4 separate regions of the Mus musculus genome follow, and regions 2, 3 and 4 are each linked to region 1. A link is a contact called in public HiChIP or PLAC-seq data. All regions are on one chromosome and are shown on one strand. The core of a region is the stretch at or near the end of the contact, and the rest is flanking DNA. Distances in the headings are between cores, read along the strand shown.

Region 1 (3,631 bases), core at 646-3,145:
ACATTTTTTATATTATAAATTTTACAAATTATTGAAAATCTTCCATCATACCCACAGAACAGCTTATCTAATGAGATGATATCTACAAGAGTCAGTGTGTTCTATTAAGTACACAGGAATTCTATCTTGATCAAATATATTCCCTGTACTCTGGATAGCCCTTTACATGCACAATTTGACCACATCAGAGTCTGTGTACTTAGTCTTCTTGTAGCAATTGGGTTTCAGAAATGGTTGCCTTGCTAGTGTTTAAAATGAGATTATCATGGAGTGTCTCTGCTAACGAGTTCCAGATTTATCCTGCAGGAAAAGACAATCTGGGAATTTTCCATTCATAGCTTGTGGTGTTATAATTTTTATTTAAAATGTCTCCAAGCTTTTAATCTTCACAGAATGAAGTCATACTTTCTTCCCAAACCATATTTCTCAAACTTATTAGTATTAGAACAGCATGTAATGTTTTCATGTGTATGGTTAACTCTATTTGCTTGTCCCCAAAGTGTCTTACTCTGCAAGGGTCCTGTGGACTTGAGGAAATGGTGTGGATCTTATTATGAAATAAATGAACCAACTTAAGCTAAGAAATGTGTAACTGCTCCCTCAGAGTAGTGCAACCTTGGGTGTGATACTGCATTTTGGTGGACAGTACTGTGAGAGAGAAAGAGGAAATGATACATGATAAATACTGTCCTGAGTTTAGCATCCTATTTGAGCTGAGAAACTCTCAGAGAACCAAGGAGACAGGACAGGGAAAAAGAATCTATCATTGCTCAAAGCAGGGTGGAGAAGCCTTGGGATATAATAAGTCTAATGTTTATGCCTCACGTAATGCAACTTGGAATATTCCTCACTGAAGATCCTTAGATATCTCACACCTGCACAAATACTACTTACTGTCCTAGCAACTTCTATGGATGACCCAAGGGTGAACTGGCACCGCTGCTCCCATTGGTAGCAACTGGTAGAGAAGCAAGAGAACCTCTGGGAGGTCATGTTGAAATGATTCGTTTTGAAAGCATCTTGCCTGAAGGAAAATCCGTAGCAATTGAAAATGAGCTACCAATAAAGAAACAATAATTCCTCCCCCAGCGAGGAGAAGAGGAAGTGTCTGGTTGCCACTAAATCTGACTTGTTTGTAACTTCCTGGGCCATAAGAATTTAGAAACTTCATGTACAACTTTATGCCTCTGCTAAAATCAAGTAAGGTTAGCTTAGAAAAGGTACCTCAAATGGCCAAAGTTGATAAAGGATAAAGGAAGCTTAAAGTTCCTAAAACTGACAAATGTTAACAGATCTACAATTGTTGTTAAGCAGGGAGAGTGCAAGTGGATCTAATTTATACTGGAGGAAACACAGAAAAAAAGTTGTAACTGTTGAAAGCACTTCCTGCGTGGATTCGTCTTGCACATTTTGATGCGGATGTCATGAAAGCAAAGCAACAGTCAGACTACAGACAGGAACAACTTTTACTCCACACAGGAACAGACCAGTACCTAGAACTTAGCGTCCCTTAGTAATAGAGAGTAGATCAGAAAATCTGAGGGCTAAGACCACGTGATGAGGTCTAATGTCAGAGGCATGATGAAATAAGAAAGCCCCAGTGTGGCTAGGTAGCACTGAGGAGGGCAGGCCAGCACTGCCAGGCACTGCTAGACACTCTGGAGCTACTTTCTATCAGCACCCCCACCCCACCATCCCGTGCTTGCTTCAACTGCTTGCCCTTGGCTGAGTTCACTCACTCACGGTCCGGGACACCCTCAACTCCTGGTTGAGCCACTGGCACAGGATTTCCGACATAGCTCACTGGTGAATTTGACTGCTTGCAGGTGCTAGGAACTTTCCAGGAACTCAGTCAGCTGGACTGCGTCTTCCCGTCGCCCAGGGCAACCAGTTGCTAAGGAAGCTCTTTCAGGCTGGAGCTAGGTCGCCGGCTCAGAGAGGAGGAGGCCCCACTGCATAGCCGTAGTTATCAGAAATTGTTGTCTGCCCCCTACTGGCTTGTAAGACCTGAACCTGTGCTAGTGCAAAAAGAAGGCCTAAAGAGTGTGAGCAGCATTATGAACTAACCAGTACCCCTGAGCTCTTGACTCTAGCTGCATATGTATCAAAAGATGGCCTAGTCGGCCATCACTGGAAAGAGAGGCCCATTGGACACGCAGACTTTGTGTGCCCCCGTACAGGGGAACGCCAGGGCCAAAGGGGGGGAGTGGGTGGGTAGGGGAGTGGGGGTGGGTGGGTAAGGGGGACTTTTGGTATAGCATTGGAAATGTAAATGAGCTAAATACCTAATAAAAAATGGAAAAAAAAAATAAAATGTATTTTCCAAAAAAAAAAAAAAAAAAAAAAAAGAGTGTGAGCAGCAATTATAATAAGAGGTTTCTTAAAAAAAAAAAAAAGTCATTGCCAGATGAACTATAAACCTTGATTTCTCTTCTGTAAATAACCAAGGATAGACTATATAGAGTTATTTGAAATCATAAGCTGGTTTGAAAAGTGGTAATGTGCACTGAACTGTAATTTGTTCAATAAAAGCAATTCTCTAAATTATTCATTGTAATACTTTTATAATTTATTTTTTTTACTATCAATAAGGCCCAAGTTTCACAATGAGGTTTATGTGAGCCATCCTGTCTGGCTTTGATTTCACAAATTCTTTGCCCCGGAAATAATGACTTAATGTCTTTGAACCTCACCGTTCTTTCCTTTAGATGCAGACACAATGCTTGCTTTACAAGTTGAGGAAGTTAAATGAAAACTCACATACTCTGATGACTTGCTTCTGGTAGAAGACCAGCACATGCTTCAAAATTGCTTTTTTTCTTGTAAGGCAATGAGAGGGCTTGCATCTCATCCATGCTTCAAGTAGATCGGAGTTGCTTGTGTTACAGAAGGCAATTATTTCACATAGCTGGTTTGAATTTATTCATGAATGTCCATTTTCACATAGAGACTCATGCCAGTTTCTAAAGCTCAGTTGGCCTCTGAGCTTTCATTTCTTCACCTTCCCTCTTGACCACCCTCTAGTTTCCTCTTCTCTGCCTGTTTTAGAGTGACCTAGCTCAGTTGATATCTACTTTTGTAAATGCTTTCTGCCTTCAGGACCAAAATAACCACCAGGTTGAGTGTTCTCTTTAATTGTCCTGTGTGACATGCACAATTCCTAAAGTCCTACTATACCTCTTTACTTAAACACTAACATGAATTCCACTACTATGTATTTATCGATGGCTAGACTCCTCAATGAGCCAATAAAAAACCCTTAAAGGGAACTGTACATAATTGACTTGGGTAGAAAAATAAAAAGGCATTGAATGTAATAAGACAAAAATATGTATATATTCATAAGGAATATTTTTGCTTTATATATGTATCTGTGTGTGCACTAAGTGTATGTGTGTATTTGCATATAGAGTAAAGGATATTTCTTACCATTCTCCAATAGACAGTTACAAACTCATGGCTGCACAGACAACCTCAGTAAAAAAAATATGTGGGTTATAAAATCATAACACAAAGCTATAAATGTGAGGTAGGCAAACGTAGGGGAAGGTGGTGGTCAGAAATCAAAGAAAGTGTAGTGAGAGTATATATAATGAATATTGTGTGGAAGTGTGCATGCTTACACACATCA
Region 2 (3,631 bases), core at 709-3,208, 970 kb after region 1:
CTATGACAGCACAAAGATCTTTGAACTGGGCTATGTATGAACTCCTACACTGCCCTTTAAAGTCATAAAAACACATCTAAGGATGCAAATGTAAATAATACAATAAATTCATTCACGAAGCATCTCCACAGTTGGAGAAAAAACTGACAGCCCCGCACAGGATGTCTCTCCCAGTACTTAGTCAACAAGAATGGGATTTCTTCTGATAAAATTGGCTGTCTTATAAGCCTAAGGGAGAAAAGACTCCGATAGTAAGTTATCATTAACAGTTAAAAATTAAACCCATCAGTCAAAAACAAAACAAAACGACTCGCTTTCTCACGTGTAAGCAAGGGCCCAGCACTGGTGGGACAAAGCGAAGTCCAACCTCCCTGGGATTCACAGGCTTTTTTCCAATTCCGTTCAAACCCATAGGAGATGCAAGTTCTCGCTAAAAGAGCAAACGCTAGATCCGCTAAAGGGACAAACCTTGTTCTTCTCTAGGCCAGCCTTCACAACCTTGAGATCTCATACCCCAGACAATAAGCAGTCTTCTAGTCCCAGGCAGCTCTGCTCTGCGCTATTCTTCCTAAAGCCGATAGCATTCAAATCACCAGAGTTCAGAGTGAAGGGAAGGAGCAGGTACGAAGTGAGTGGCCTTGCATCTGCATACTTGGTAACGACGTAAAGTTGAGCTGAGCTGGGCTCCTTAGAAAAGAAAGCCTGGCTTTATATAAAGCTCAGGCCTCTGTGAGGTCACCCCTGCCTCTTTAAGTCACAGTGGGCTCCATCTGCTTTAATCTCCCCATCTGTTGCCTTTCCATACTTAACCCCCCTCCACCAAAGGAAATGTGAAATCCAAAATGAAAAACTACTGGAAACTGCAGAACCTAAACTGGCGACACAAACTGGCCCAAGACAGTAGGCGAGAGTTGAAAGAAGGATGGATGCTTGCCCTCCCGGACGGGTCGCGAAGGATGCCGACCTAAGCCCAGCAGCTTGGAATGTTTCCCAACTCCAGCATCCTCCTCCCTGCCCTCCTAGGAGCTGTGGTGGGGGAAAATGACAAGGAGAGTTGGGGGTAAGGGGTAGTGGCAGGCCCAGGGTGGTCTCGCCTGCGCCCTCCAGACAGCTCACCAGCTCCCTTGAGTCCGTAAAGGAACAATAGCGGACTGTGGGTCTCCAGAGCCACCGGGCGTCTCTCGCTCCCACCTCCCGTCTCCGGCTTTTCCAAGTTCAGTCAAGAGGTGGGTCGAGCCAGGGAGCAAGGACTGGGGCACCGGACCCGGGGCAGGGCACGAAAGTGGGACGGGCTGCCCCGGGGGCGCAGCCACAGCGTCCTCTCGGGTCCGGTCATTCATTCCCACCCGCGCTCCCTCCGCAGACACCCCGCGCCACTGTCCCGCACCAGACCGCCAGAGGAGGCGAACCCCCTTTCCAAACTAGGTCGCACCTCTCTCTCTTTCTGCCAGATCCCCACTATCCTCCCGTTCCTCCACCCCACCCCCCCTTCCAACTGTCTTCCGTGGTCAGTGAGCGGCCAAAGCTCTGTCCAGACCAAAACTCCCGCCCGCTCCTCTCGGCGCCCGGAGCTCTGCGCAGCCCCAGACACAAAGGCGGGGACCGAGTCCAGAGCCCGCACCCCAGCCTCGCCGCCGCCACTCACCCCATCCAAGCGGCGGCCTCAGCTCCTGGCCCCGCTGGCCGTCCCGCCCGCCGCTTCCCCAGGAAAGTGCGGCTGCCGGGCTCGCTTCCTGCTCGGCTTCCTGCGCTGGGTCCCTCCTCCTCCTCCTCCTCCTCCTCCTCCTCCTTCTCCTCCTCCTCCCGACGCGGGGTCAGTGGGCGCTCAGCTCCGGGGCTCCGCCGGCAGGGCGGGGGCAACGGCAGCACCACCACGTGGCCGCCGGGCGCCGGCCCCCGACCTGGATCCCGTGGGCTCCAGGAGGGAGTTGCTAGCCACTCCCACTCCGCGCGGCCCCAAATTCCGGGAGTCAGGTGACCTGGCCCCGGAGCTGCTCCCTGGACCTGCGGGAGGTGCTCTGCGACCGCCCACGCCCCGGCCCGCGGCGCGTCCCGGACGTCCACGCTTGCGTTTCTGCGGATCGTGGGAATCCTTCTGCGTGGGTCTGTCTCACACCTTAACTTGAAGTTAGTGAGATCCGCGGTATGCGGGTTCCACCGCTGGGGTAGGATAAGGGCTCGGAAAAAGTACTTGTTTCTGGTCAGTTTCCAAAGTTATCTGTAGTCTTAGGAAAAGCCGAGTCACCGACCCAAGCCCCCTCTGAACCAGACTGAGATCGGTTCCATTTCCAGTGTGAACGAAAAGAAAGTAAACCAGAATGTACTTACATTTTCTGGGCTAAACCAGTTGGTTGGAGCGACTGTTTCCTAACACTCCTCAGGTGTAAGACAAAACTTAGTTGTGTTCTGCTCAGGGCTTGGGAGACTATCTACAGCCTGGACTGGCCGGCTAGATAGGGGCAGGAGCGCCCTCAGCGGGGTGTCTTGAGTTTGGAAGTCCTGAGATCCGGTAAAGCTTCCCTCCCCCAGACCACCAGGACCGGACCTCTGAACCGAATCGACCCTTCCATTAATTCTGAGGGTTTGAAATCTCACTATTATTCCCCTAATTTAAGCAGGGATTTTAGTCCCACTAGCCAGCTAGATCGTAAAAAGTTTGACTCACCAAAGCTCCATGGGACTCCTGGTTGGTGTTGTGTCTTTCGCACAGAAAGGTTTCTAGAGTAAGCAGATCCTAGCTATTTTTGCTAGGATCGCCTGTAAGTCCACTGAAGTAAGGAGGAAAAACAACCAGTTCCAACAGAAGTGAGAGTCACCCTAACAGCAATCAGTGTACAGTATCTTGACTTTGTGTGTTACCATCGGATCGGGTGGTTTGTTTTTTTTTGTTTGTTTGTTTTTTTTTACCCCACCCCTTCACTCCTTTCCCTAAGAGAACACCTTGCCTTAGCTTTCACAAGCGAACTTGCCAACTAGAAAACAAAAGCTTCATCTTTAGCTCAATAGTCTTTACTTCCTAAGTACCATACATCAAAAAGAATCCCTGGGGGGGGGGGGCGGGGCAGGGGAGTGGGAGTGGGGAGCCAATTCAAAGCAAGATACACACTTTTACACATGTGATGTGGAACTAAAAACCACACTAAAAGAAACAATTGACAGCACCCTGTGTAGTGTGGGCCATTTCTTCTAACCGGGTTTTGATCTTGGGTTCTTTAATCAGTTACCAACAGAGTATTTAAGTACCTTCTACCGATCCTCCAGCTGGAGGAAAGGTAACCACCTGTGGATCTGCTTTTTGTTGAATCAGAGGCAGCTGGGAGGGTGGTACAGCCTGTCAAAGGCTCCTTTGGAAATGCCAGTGTGTGCATATTGTTTAGGAAACCGACGACAAACTGTAGTTAAACTATTCAACAAGTGTCTCTCTAACCAGCCTTTCATCACCCAAGTCTTCGCCTCTGCTTATCTTTCCTGGTCACCTGAAAAGACCCCTTTCTCACGCTGCCCTGTTCCCATAGGTGCCTTGTGTGCTACCCTCATTAGTTTATAACTCAGCCCCCATCAGCAAGTTTGATGTGTGTGAGGCACTGTGTGGAGGGGAGACTGTGCCAAAACCGTTTGCAGATTCAATCTT
Region 3 (3,631 bases), core at 510-3,009, 680 kb before region 1:
TGAACCTGTATCAGTGGTTCTCCACCTTCTTAACGCTGCAACCCTTTAATACAGTTCCTCATGTTGTGGTGACCCCCAACCATAGTTACTTGGCCATCATTAGGAAGAGAGCACCCTCGGTCTAGCAAACTTTATATGCCCCAGTACAGGGGAAAGCCAGCGCCAAGAAGTGGGAATGGGTGGGTAGGGGATCAGGGCAGGGGGAGGGAGGAGGGTATAGGGGGACTTTTGGGATAGCATTTGAAATGTAAATGAAGAAAATAGCCAATAAAAAATAAAAACAAAACAACAAAAAAAACTTACTCCTAAGTTAAAAAAAAAAGAATAGTGAGAAATTGGTTATGATACCAAAAAAAAAAAAAAAAAAAAGAATTGTAAGTTTGCTACTGTGATGAAACATAATGAACATATCGGATATACATACATCGGATATATGACCCAGAGGTTGAGAACCGCTGAATATATCAGTAAGTGGGAGTTAGGGAACAGGTAAACAACTGGGGTGTAGAAGGCTCTTTCAATCTTTAAAGTTTTAAATGTCCTAGACATGGGAATCTTAAGGACTGAAGTGGAAAACCCAGCAGGGGTTTTCCTGAGAGAATTCAAGACACATCCGAGAGGATGGTGTAATGAAGCAATGTTTTGGAAGAGGCAGAAGAAAGGATCCAAAATAAGATTTGACTAGGATATCCCATTGAGATGTTTCCAGCTAGAAGTGGGAGTCAAAAGTGTAGTTTTCTGTGACGTGAAAGAGAAAACAGGTTCGATATCACAGAGGCATCTGAGTGTCACAAACATGAAATAGCATGCCCGGAATCCAGAGGCCACTTACTGGGAGTGCCAGGATCGCAAAGGAAAGGACGCCACAGCAAGGACCTCAGGGCAGTGGCCACCTACCCTGTCTTATGACTTTCCCTTCATTGTAGCTTTCCCTTTTATTCTTAATCAGCCTACATCTCTATGGTTGTGTAACTGTTCCCACAGACTCAGTAACTTCCCTTGCTCTAGCTTCAAGGACTACCTACCCAACATTCCAAAGTCAGATCAATAATCATCAAACACTGCTCTGAGCTTGCCTACAGGATAAAGTGCAAAACATTTTTAACCCTTCAGTCTGGTCCTACACAGCTTTCCAACCTTATCTCGCGGTCTAGACAGACACACAGGACTAGACAAGACTCCTTCCCTCATTATCCTCCTCCTTTCTCCCTGACAGCACTGCCTCTCTAGGCTGGTGGTCTTTTGGTGGTCACCGGAGCTCGGGCTAATGCTCTGTGATCCTTCTCGGTTAGCTCTAATTCCTCTCTAATAAAGGGCTCGGCATCTTTATTTGCCATCAGGCCCTGCAAAACGAAGCCGTTTGGAGCGAGGTCACCGCCCCCAGCTCTTACTCCAGCGACGGCCACATCAGCCATCCAGCAGACACTGGTTAAAATTTACCCTAGACGAGCATGACCAACTACCCAGAAAGCAAGCAAAAATGAAAGCAACTAGAGGAAGATGCGCAAGAAACTTGCTTTCCCGCCAGGCGCTCAAAACTCCGCCTGCACCCCCAACGCCGCCCAGACCAGTTCCAACTGGATTTCTTCGGGCAGCTCGAAAGCCAAATAGAATTTCGTCCCTTTCCCAGCCCCAGCCAATCCCCGCAGCCCCTCGGGCTCCCAAACCTTCCCGACCTCTGATTAGCTGACAGATCTGGCCCGGGGGCGGGCTTAGAGCGGCCTCCCTGAAAGGGTGAAGAGGGAGGTGGGGCCGGGCCGAGAGGCCACTGCGCAGGCGCCCAAGAAAACGGATAAACAAACAAATAAAACCCACTGCCCGGGGGCCAGCCCGGATCCCCGCCTCCCGGGGCCTCCCGGGGCCTCTCCGCCCTCGCGTGCGTCTGGGCACGTCCCCCCCCCCCCCGGCGCGTTCCACGCACGTCCCCGCACTTAACCTGTGCGCGGCCGGCGCGGTGCTGGCGGCAGGGAGCGCGAGCCTGCACCCGCGGCCCCGCGGATCATGACTTGCTACCGGGGCTTCCTGCTGGGCAGCTGCCGGCGCGTGGCGGGTGGCCGCGCGGCTCTGCGGGGTTCGGGCTCGGGCGCGGACGGCCGGCGGCACTTGGGGCACGGGCAGCCGCGCGAGCTGGCGGGCGGTGGTAGCCCCGCCGACGGCGGCTTCCGCCCCTCGCGGGTGGTGGTGGTGGCGAAAACCACCCGCTACGAGTTCGAGCAGCAGCGGTACCGCTACGCGGAGCTCTCGGAGGAGGACCTGAAGCAGCTGGTGGGTCCTGGCGGGGGACGGCCGGTACTCGGGGTGGGGGTGGGGGGCGACGGGCCACAGGACACCCCCAAAGCCCGACAACCTTCCTCCGATTGCCTGTGGGGCCCCTCGGGCATGGGACTGGGGCGCCCTGAGCCTGCCTTAGAGGGGGCTCCTGGGACCGGGACTTGGGAAGCCACGTGTGTCCTCGCCCCCGCCTCGGTAGCACGGACTCCCATCGCTGAGAAGATGAGGGTTGTTCGCCCTGTTTGTCCTGGGGACCTCTCCCCAGACCACCGGGAGAAAGGAAATTCTCCAGCACAGCCACTGGTGGCGGAGAGAGGGCCGAAGTGCCGCGGTCACACCCCCTTCTCGCCTGGGGACAGAGGCCTGGCCAGGGAAAGCCCTGCTGGATTGTGGTCGCCTGTCCCTTCAGGGTCTCTTACTGCTTGAAAAGCAAGCACCTGGGACAGCGAGGCAGGAAAGCTGACCCGAGATGGGTTTTTGTGTTGGAAGGTCAGAAAAGGAACAAGTATGCCGGCTAATGGGGAGAAGGCATGAACCCTGAAGTAACAGGGCCTCCGCCATACACCGTGTTTGGTGTATTTACTAATAGCGTTGCCAGGTATGCCATGCGTGTGTGTGTGTGGGAAGGATTAAACCCAGAGTTCGAGCTTCCCCATTTTTGAAAAAAAAAATTGATTTTGTGCTACCCAGTAACTTTTGGGAAATGGGCTGTTAGCAATTTATTTAGGAACCCCCCCCCCCACAGTTATGCCTGTAATTGTTGACTCCAGACACCCGAAGGCTTTAGACTGAATTGTATATAAGCATTACTAAGTTATGTACAAGAATAAGTAGGCTGGCTGTTCTAAAATGATGCCCTTACCTTCACATTTTTATTTTAGACACAGGGGAAACAAATTGTAAATCCTTGCCTAGCTGCTGCATCTTGTCAGTATTGTTTGGCAAGTTGACAAGGTAGAAATCAGTGCAAATTTTTCTCTTTCCCCCAAGTGTTTGAAAGTATTTCTAGAAAACATTTGCAGTCTTTAGTAGAGTATCAGCCGTTTGGCTGGCGTAGTTTGTGTAGTTGAGTGAAATGAATGCAATGAAGTGGGGGGGATTGTGGGCTAGATGAGAGTACTTTGTTTCTATTTTGGAAAAAGAGGCGTGTCCTTTTGGTTACATGCCCGACTCTGCAAGGTTCACCTTTTAGAAATTGTGAAATATCATGTATGCTTAGTCTCACACAATTTTATCTGAGCGTCTCTGGATTTAAAATAGTACACACAAGAAAAAGCAAACCAACAGAAGTGAACCGGGACTCTCAGCTCTACCCCACAGAGGGTGGGATTGAACGCCAGGACGCAAGGCTCTCCCTGGT
Region 4 (3,631 bases), core at 694-3,193, 600 kb after region 1:
ACTAAAGACAGAGACTGAGAAAAGACTATGGAAGGCTTCAGGAGAGAGCAGTTTTACATATAAATCCACGTGTCCCGGATTCTCATAGCCTCTCCTACCTAGATGCCCATGTCCTATCCAAGATTTGAGGAACTCTCTTCTGTCATTTTCTTTAAAATGTTTCCTGCTTCTTTAGTTTGCACCTGCTCCCCTCGTCTCCTTCTTCTCTCTCTATGACCCACACATTCAGACTTTGAATGGTGGCTGGGAACTCGTGCAGTCTCTATTTTTACTTCCTTCATTTTCCTTATTATCATCTGAACATTTATATCTTTCTGTCTTTCAGCTCTGGTGTTCTATTCTCCAGTTGACTTCCCTGGTGAAGATTCCAACAACTGAGTTTTTATGTGATTTATGAATATTTTCACTGCTGAAATTTCAATTTGTCTTTCTATTTTCAAGCTCCTTGTTGAATTCTTTCACGTGTATGGTCACCCTCCTCATTTTGCTTGGCAGTTTATTCCTATCTTGCTAGTTCATCTGGGTGTGGATTTATGTCTTCTTTAGATTTGTTGATGATTCTTATCATTCTTTTCCATGTGGGGCTATAAAAAATACCCTTAAAATCAGTTACTGTGGAATTTTTCCCTCTTTCAAGGAGCCCTGCTGACTTATTTTTGATATCACTTGTTATTTTTGCATTGTAATTTCTATGTCTGGGTGTGGCTTATGGGCGGAGCCAGCTGCAGTTACTCTCATATATCCAGTTTCCCAGACACAAGACTGAGGTGAACCACAAGCCATTGGCCAGTTATTCCTAGTTTCTACCACTTAATTGTCTGCCTTTGAGGAGAGTAAGCCCCACGGGTGAGAAAACCAGCACCGACAGAGCACTACCGTATCCTGTCCTTAGGTCTCTGACTTCCAGCTAACTACATTCCCATAGACAATCACTTATCCCCCTTTGTGGAGCCCTGGTAGTTAGCATCATTGATTGGTGGACCTCAATGAGAAACAGTGACCCTGTGACTCCTACTGACTTCCCACTGAAAGGAGCTCCCCCGCATGGTTCTGACTCGGTCTCTCTCCTATAATTAGACTGGCTCTCCAAGCAAATACAAGGTGGATCCACGCCTGGCCCTTCCTGGACGATTCCAAAAACTGGACAATGAAGGGGAACTTGACTACTGAAGCAGCAGACTCAAATATGAGCCTCTCAAAATGGGTTCCACCACCATCGTGGCCAAATGCTGAGAACAAGACAGAATTTTCCCAGTGCCAATAATCTAGTCTCAAGGATGCCTGCCTGGTTAGACTTTAAATTTTGCTCAGTGACAAATGAGATCAGTGTTAATTGTGGTTTTGGAGCAGCTCATGTTTGCTTTCTTTTAGCTCAGCCTCAGCCTTCTGCCACCTTGTTCCCCCAATTTCACATGGTGATAGCTCTGTCTCCATGTGTCTCTCTCTGTCTCTGTGTGTCTCTCTGTCTCTGTGTGTCACTCTCTGTTCCTCTGCATGCTTCTGTTCCTCTGTGTCTTTATGTCCTCTCTCTCTCTCTCTCTCTCTCTCTCTCTACCTGTCTCTCTCTCTTTCTCTCTCTCTCATACATACATACACACACACACACACACAAACACACAAAGAGGAGTTTATTTTTCAGTTTACAAGGCTCTGTCTGTTCACAACTGTAACTGCAGTGTGGGTTTTCTGAAGCTTTAGCTTTCCCTATTCTTAGCCAGACCCTGCTCTCCAGAGGGTCTCAGAAGCCACTGAAGTGTTTCACCCATGGAAGCACTCTTTCTCTCTATTTGTTCTGCTCTAGAAATTTTCTGTAAACATTCTCTCTGGTGGCTGCTGAGACATCAGTTCCTTCCTGATAGCAGCCATCTCAATAAGTAACTGACTGGTAACTTCTCTTCTGCCACCCCGCTCTGTGTACCAAAGCCACAAGTGATCGCTGGCAGTTACTAGCGGAAGATTGTCTCCCTCCCACTCGCTTCACGCTTCTCTGGGCTTGAGTGTGCCTTCACTCATCTCTCTACTTAAGAAACCACATTTTATAATCATCAGAATAACACCCCACCCTGTCCCTTTAAATAAAAAGAAGTCACAATCACTCACTTCCGCACAAATTATTCAAAATGTACTATTTAGCTTCCCACTCTGGAAAACTCCTCATACCCAGTGCTTCACAAAAGCTCAAATCTTAACAACTGCCCAAAAAATCCCAGTCATGATGATTGTAGCTTCTAGTGTCTCAAAGGTAAAACCAGTGGTGCGGATGAGCTGAAGAGCATAAGCCAGACTTTGTGGGAGTCAAAACCTAATGCTTCCACAATCCAATAACAACATTGCCAACGCTGTGCTGAGAAAGGCTTTGTGTCCACTGCCCTCGTTGATGTATCATCCTGAAGCACTTGGTCAACCACATCACATAGATGCTCCCTACAGCCCTGGAAACACAATGGGCCTGGGATCCCAGCAAGAGATCACAATTTATATTGAATTTATAGCAATTCGTCTTTACCTTGTACCATTGCTTCCTGGAGGCATTCTCGGGTAAAAAGTCATTTCTTGGGTATTATTGAAAGATCAGTCAGAGACAATTGCGTTTTTTTGTTAGGAGCAAGTTGGACATAAGAAATGAAGCCCAAGGGAAAGTGTGGAGGCTGAGCTGAGAAGCTAGGGAAAGATAGACAAGACAGCTCTCACAGATGGTAGCCTGCCTCTTCAGCTTGGTAAGTGACTCTGACACAGTCTCTCATGATAAAATACCCTTCAAGGCTGGAAAGATTTCATGGATTAAGAATGTTTGCTATTCTTCCAGAGGACCAGAGTTCAGTTCCCAGCACCCATGTAGGGCAATTTACAATTGCCTATAATTCCAGCTTCAAGGAATCCAACACCCTCTTCTGACCTCCATGGGCATCTGCACACATTACACACATACACATAAATAAAAATGTCAACATTTTAACAAGAAAACTGAAGATACCCTCCAAAACAGTAAGATGTCTTTACTGTGAGGCTGTAGGATGATATAACTAACAAACAAGAACTTGAAGAAGGCTCAGGAAGGGATCAATAATGTCTTGTTCAAACCAATGCTGAGAAAACATTTGGAGAAGAGAGAGCATTCTAAGCCTGCAAATTATAGGTGAGATGACATAAAATAGAAAGGACACAAGAAGCCTCTGTCTTCCATATTGATCCTCTTAGACCTCTTTAAATAAAGATTTTCTTACTGACCACAGTGTCATTCCCTGTGTACATATTCCTCACTGAATACTCAACAAGAGCACAAGAACAGGGGAAACTTACCACAGCACTTCCTGCAAGACTGTGGATTGTGAAACCATCCACCCCACCTTTTCATCCTCTCTAATTTTCATTGTGTTTGTCAGTGTATCTCCTATTGGTACTGCTATAAAACACACACACACACACACACACACACACACACACATTGAAATCTGTTTTTGAATGGCAGAAACCTGGAAGGCATGGTCTCTTAGGCAGCTGGTTTAATCATTATATGATGGTTCTGGATTGGAATAAAATAAAGACAAATATTTCACATCTCATACATGTACATAAATCAAAAATGCTCCTGAGCTGAAAGTGTAGGTAAGTCATATATCTTTTGTCTAGT

What was found. HiChIP or PLAC-seq counts read pairs in DNA pulled down with a chosen protein or histone mark.
Region 2: a contact with region 1 is called in an H3K27ac HiChIP or PLAC-seq map of microglia, with 5 times the contacts expected there. The contact joins the promoter of 4930556M19Rik here to the promoter of Spef2 in region 1. A contact is called at or near these places in 1 of 39 promoter capture datasets (the C10 cell line) and 1 of 115 datasets of contacts at active chromatin or transcription factors (microglia).
Region 3: an H3K4me3 HiChIP or PLAC-seq map of embryonic stem cells shows a contact between it and region 1, with 6 times the contacts expected there. The contact joins the promoter of Nadk2 here to the promoter of Spef2 in region 1. A contact is called at or near these places in 3 of 115 datasets of contacts at active chromatin or transcription factors (embryonic stem cells and stem cell-derived neural progenitor cells) and 1 of 9 other capture datasets (liver).
Region 4: an SMC1A HiChIP or PLAC-seq map of large pre-B cells shows a contact between it and region 1, with 22 times the contacts expected there. The contact joins the enhancer-like site here to the promoter of Spef2 in region 1. A contact is called at or near these places in 5 of 39 promoter capture datasets (the 3T3-L1 cell line, the C10 cell line, embryonic stem cells and 1 more), 1 of 15 datasets of contacts at CTCF or cohesin (large pre-B cells), 1 of 115 datasets of contacts at active chromatin or transcription factors (large pre-B cells) and 2 of 9 other capture datasets (adipose tissue and liver).

The regions. Positions count from the first base shown.
Region 1 is chr15:9,746,973-9,750,603 of GRCm38.p6, forward strand. It overlaps Spef2 (sperm flagellar 2), which reads right to left and starts at 1,896. Exons shown (of 37, transcript NM_001305042.1): 1 at 1,740-1,896. The coding sequence starts at 1,797.
Region 2 is chr15:10,712,878-10,716,508 of GRCm38.p6, forward strand. It overlaps 4930556M19Rik (RIKEN cDNA 4930556M19 gene), which reads left to right and starts at 1,959. Exons shown (of 7, transcript NR_045063.1): 1 at 1,959-2,103. Rai14 (retinoic acid induced 14) reads right to left here and starts at 1,754. Exons shown (of 18, transcript NM_001166408.1): 1 at 1,646-1,754.
Region 3 is chr15:9,069,501-9,073,131 of GRCm38.p6, forward strand. Nadk2 (NAD kinase 2, mitochondrial) reads left to right here and starts at 1,760. Exons shown (of 13, transcript NM_001040395.4): 1 at 1,760-2,265. The coding sequence starts at 2,002.
Region 4 is chr15:10,345,333-10,348,963 of GRCm38.p6, forward strand. It overlaps a transcript of Prlr not described here. Among named protein-coding and RNA genes, the nearest start is that of Gm41269, 11 kb to the right of the region's middle. Within about 2 kb of position 1,944, at least 16 of the 459 cell types and tissues checked have an H3K27ac peak or open chromatin away from gene starts, as enhancers often do. A contact at or near this core is called in pre-B cells, where this site is marked.